Linked DNA regions of Mus musculus: region 2 is linked to region 1. A link is a contact called in public Hi-C data. All regions are on one chromosome and are shown on one strand. The core of a region is the stretch at or near the end of the contact, and the rest is flanking DNA. Distances in the headings are between cores, read along the strand shown.

The links. Hi-C and Micro-C count contacts between places; a contact is called where the count stands out from the background.
Region 2: a contact with region 1 is called in a Hi-C map of the CH12 cell line, with 1.6 times the contacts expected there. The contact joins two enhancer-like sites. A contact is called at or near these places in 2 of 484 Hi-C or Micro-C datasets (the CH12 cell line and granulocyte-monocyte progenitors) and 1 of 115 datasets of contacts at active chromatin or transcription factors (embryonic fibroblasts).

The regions. Positions count from the first base shown.
Region 1 is chr13:110,470,444-110,473,143 of GRCm38.p6, forward strand. No RefSeq gene overlaps it. Among named protein-coding and RNA genes, the nearest start is that of Plk2, 77 kb to the left of the region's middle. Within about 2 kb of position 1,293, at least 14 of the 459 cell types and tissues checked have an H3K27ac peak or open chromatin away from gene starts, as enhancers often do. A contact at or near this core is called in the CH12 cell line, where this site is marked.
Region 2 is chr13:110,540,371-110,543,070 of GRCm38.p6, forward strand. No RefSeq gene overlaps it. Among named protein-coding and RNA genes, the nearest start is that of Gm32990, 27 kb to the right of the region's middle. Within about 2 kb of position 1,416, at least 74 of the 459 cell types and tissues checked have an H3K27ac peak or open chromatin away from gene starts, as enhancers often do. A contact at or near this core is called in the CH12 cell line, where this site is marked.

The DNA.
Region 1 (2,700 bases), core at 43-2,542:
ATACACACACATATATATACACACATATATATGTATATTGCTATGCTTTTGTTTGTTTTTCAGATACAAAATAGGGGTAAACATAAACTCTATAGAATGTTTATTTTAGAAACAACATTAGCACCTTTGAAAATGAAAAACTATATTTGGGAGATGAATTATTATATATTCATATATATTATATATTTATATGAATAAATTGTATGTCTAAACTTTTCACATGAAGTTGGGCTGTTAAGTACAATAGGAATAAATATGCTTACTTAAGAAGACAAATTGTCTAAAATTAATCCCAAATCATCTGAACTCAGATGTCTAAGTTTTAGTCAGACTTTAAGCACATGCTTCATTAAATTTTGTTTTATCTGGGGTTTTGCTTTTGGCTTGGGTTTTCCCGTATGCTGCAGGAGAGGCCACTGTGCCCTGTAAACTTTCTTGACCCCTGGAGGATAACACTGTTCCTTCACTTAAACGTGATTTCAGCAAATCAAAAGCATTCCTGTTTCTCCCATATTTGTAGGTAAGCAGTCTGCCTTTAATGATCAAAACCAGGCGAACCAGACGACATTCCCTCAGACTGAGTAATGAGCCTAGAAAGAATAATAGATTTGTTAAAATAGCTATGACACGATCATGTTCTCACTTAGACACTTCTTGGCCTTCTGTAAAGCCTTAAAAATCTACAAAATTCCAAACTTCAACCTGGAGAGATGGTCTGAGAATACCAAAAAAAAAAAAATCTTTTCTAAAAGTTACTGCTTTGTCTTGTTTAATTTGCCTAAGTCCTATCAAGCTCTCCTGCGGTAGCCATCACTCAGGAGGATATTTTCAAAGAATTTCTACTATAGTTAAAGTTTAAGAACAAATGCAAAACATTTGGATTCTGTTTTTATGGCCTCTTGAAATATCGCTTCTGTTTGCTAAAATCTAATTCAAAATAAACATACTCATGTACTGAACGGACCTTCAGTGGTGCCTACTAAATAGCCGGCAGTTTTATGTGACTTGCTCTTATAACAAACTGAATGATGTTTTTGACATAATTAGCAATATTTTATACACCGGAAAATTACCAAATTAGTTCACTTTCACTTTCCAGAAACTACAAAATTCAGTCCTTGTGGCCTAGCTGAGCAGTAATATCAGTTCAGACTCTCTCTGCTAGAATTACAAGAAGTAGCAAAGCCACTGTGGGCTGCTACAACAAGCACCCCCACCCCCACCCTGCCACTCGGATGTGATGCTCCAAATGTGCTGACGTTTTGATTTTGTAATAGGCAAAGTCCGAGGCTCCTGGTGTGGGGTAGCTTCCTCTATACGTGACATCAGGACCTAAGTTCCTTCTCTGTGTGTGCCTTTGCTAGCCACTGAGACTCATTACAAATAGAAGGAAAATACAGAAGGACAGGTACACACACACACACACTCATATACACAAACATGCACACACAGCCATGCATACTCTTACACATGCACACACATAGTCATGTACACTAACATACTCATACACACACACACTCATATATACAAACATACTCTCTCTTTCACACACACACACTCATGTACACAAACATGCACACACATGCACCCACACAGACTCACACCGCCCCACAAGCACATATACACACACAGACATTCACACTCTCACACTCATACTCACACACACATACACACAAACATATATGCAAACATGTACACACATGCACATACATACATGCATACTCATACCATCCCTACATGCACACATACACACAGAGACATGGACACTGATACCCCTTCATATGTATGCCCACACAAAGAGACATGCATGCTCACCTCCCCTACACACACACACACACACACACACACACACACACACACACACGAGGCCTTATTAGAATAAATAGGAAGTGTCATAATTACCAACCTTTATTTCTTGAGGTTTGTTTAGTTCTATATCCAAGACAGAAGAGAAAGCATGTCTTTCAAATTTTTAATAATTAAATTTACTTTGTCTATGAATATCTTCCTGTATGTATGTAAATGCACCATGTACCTGCTGGGTGCCCAAGGAGGTCAGAATAGGACATTGGATGCTCTGCAACTGGAGTCCCAGGCAGTTATGACTATCTGTGGCATCACAGTGCCATGTAGATGTTGGACTGAACCCCGGGTCTTTGCAAAAGCAGCAATACTCTTAACTGCTGAGCCATCTCTCTAGTTCTGAGATAACAAATCTGGGTAGATAACCCAGAAGTCTCGGCTCTAACTTTATTTTAATCCACTAGGCAGTGGCAACAGACTATGAAGAGACGTGAGAGACAGAGCAGAAAATGGAGCCATGCCTTCCAGGAGCTCGGAATTTATTTTAGCAAGGAAAAAGTTAATTTATAAAGAAAACAGGACAAGCTGGTGAGACTAGGAGCCACGTGTGCTACAGGAATGCAGAGAAGAACTCACTAATTGTGGGTAGAATAGGAGAGGACTTCAAGTGGACCTGTAAGGAGAGGAACGTTGATGCTGAGAGAAAAATCAAGTCTGTAAAGTAGAGGCAACTGCGTGGACCTGAGTCCTCTCTCTCAGCTGTCACTTCATTTTGCCTGAGGGAAGGGCCTTATCTCATGGCAGATAGGCCATTTGTTCTGTGAGCAGACAGTACGGTTTGTCACCATAGAGGACACTGCTGGCTTCACCACTTCAACTTTGCTTAACATAAACACT
Region 2 (2,700 bases), core at 166-2,665, 70 kb after region 1:
TGCTACATAAGGCCACTCTAGGAAAACCAATACAATCAGTTGATGGGGCATGGATATACTCCTTTGGTTATAAAAGTTATACTTCTGAGGATATGTTAGAATGCTGTGATTCTTCTAATTACCATGTTACCATCAGTAAATTAATTTGTTTTTAACATTGGACAGTTCACTCTAATTTTACTTTGGAAAACTTGGACTCTTTCTGAGCATGCCACAGGGCAGCTGGAAGAGCATTCGACTTAATGAGGTGAACTCCCGCACACAGAGGTCTTCACGTGTGTAATGATGATCTTTAAATACAGCTTTCATCACCTCTACATCTCTGTGACATCCTGATGTCATTTGTTCCTTCACGTCCTTTTGTTCTTTCTTTATGCTACGTGTGACTAATGCGATTCAAATATGCCTGTAGCCATGGAAACTATACGAAGGCGGAAATGTGAGTGTACTCATTTGCAGGCCTCCACATCACCCAGCCAGCTTCTCCGTCACTGAAATATGCTTTATGAAACTATTGGACACAAATAACTGTGGCTATGTCTGATATTCCACAGTAACTCGTTCCTTTTTAAAAGTGATAGTATTTGTGTTAGGAATCACTACTTGTCCATACTGCCTTGAGGTCATGTGGGGGAGTCCACCAACCTCAGTCATACAGTTAGATGTGTGATTTCTGTGAAAATGCTAAGAACTGACAGGGCATATATAGTAAGCACATGCTTGTCGAGCCACAGTTGCTGAGTGCCAGTGAATGGAACTCAATTGGTGCCAGTCGCCATTTTGAGATCTTGATTTATCTTTCATAGCTGCCAAAGTGAAGATATATTGTTCTCCGTCCATTTTAATTAAGGTCCCTTTTTTATTTGCCTACTAGGTGACTTTTATCCATTCTCTGTACTTATCACATTTGATTTTATTTCATCTATTTGTTTCTGTCAGTCTGTTTTCCTTTCTTTTTGCTTTTATTTCTAACTCATGGAGTCGTTAACTGGCAGAATTGGAGAGGAACACAGACGATACAGTTTAACACATGCATTTTATAACTGTGACAAGCCCAGCCCCCCAGTAGAACAGCCAACTCATAATCTTCCCCTTTGATCACAGGCACACTAAGCATACATGTCCCAGAATAAACTCTGACATCTCTGCAAAAGTGTTCCTCCCACAGCGCTTCTGATATAACAAATGTTGTAAGCCTGCACTCAAATGCTTAGGCCAAAATTCCCCCAGGCCATCCCTGAGTCTTGGTTTCCTCTCCTAGCCTGGCACCCAACCTATCAGCCAGGCTCAATTCAGGTCTCATCTCAACACAATGCCATCTTCCTAAGATCCCTGACTCCCACTCCACAACCTACTCTGTCCTCACCATGAATCATCTATGCGGAGCTACTGTGATTGGCAGAATCACTGTCAGCATGCTATGACGTAAGTCCCTTGAGGACAAGAGCTTTGCATATCTTGTTTCCTATGGTACCCTTAGCTTTAGAATAATCCTGGAACACAGAAAATGCCCAGTCATAATATAACTGGAAAAAAAAAAAAAAAAAAAAACAGTCCATGTATCTTAGCTGAGTCACTGAGCTGTAGTATCATGTGACTGTGGAGTGGCAAAGCTGAGAAGAGACAGTGAGGGTGCTCTACTTCCCCAGCATGCTCCCTATAATTAGCTGCCTCTCCTTGCTTTGTTTTTTTCTCCTAAAGCCTTAAGCATCTTGTACCATAGAGTATTTCCAACCCAAAGAAGGACCTACATGTATGTAGTTAGTTTTATGCAGTGTTCCTGGTTTCTTTCTTATTTTCTTGGTGTTCCTTTAACTTTGCAAGACCCTATGAGTTAGTTCTTCCTAAAAGCCAGTGACTATGCTCTTTTCCTTTAGAAGCAAACCGTTCTCATATTCCAACCTTTCTTTGGTCATTCAATGCCCAGTCCATCAGTGAGTAGGAGATAGCTCTGAATAAAAACCTTAAAATAATACAAACTAGAGTTGTTTATTAAGGTAGGCTTGGACCATGCCTCCCCCCTGCCCCCTGTATTTCAAGAATTTTTTGCAGTTGGCAGAATTTGAGATCTTGTGATTAGTAGGTCTGAGATGACCATTTTCTTAACACCTGTTGCCTAGGGACTACACTCAACTCCAAAAAGCCACTCCTCTAAAGCAGCTGTCCACATAGCTGTGGTGAAATGGAAGCCATGGGGACGATATCCTTCTTGATTTATTTCTCTAAAGCTAGGTGGTAAAACTCGCTGAAGAGTTAAGATGACTTAGACACCATCAGAAAGCACTCTTTGTGCAATGAACAGTGCTTAGCACACAAAAGACCTCACAACTGATCAACATGCAGAGAACGTGTCAGTAGAGTGCCTAGCCACAAATGGAACAACTATATCACAGCCCCTACACAAAAGCTCTAGGACCATCATGAACAAGGACTGGAAGAGATTGCAAGAGCCAGAGCTTAGGGGAGACCAGAGTGATGCAATGTATTCTGGACATGAAAGAACCACTGTACTCAGGAACTCACAACAGCTGCGCTTGCGTGCACAAAGCCTTCCAAAGATCCAGTCAACATTCTACCATGGAGAGAAAAAAGATCCATATGCCCAAACTCCTAAGTGGGGAGATGGGGTCTATGAACACTTGAGGGTTCTAAGAAAGAGAGGGTTAGTTTCCTTTAAAGCTGTGACTCCTATTAGGGCAA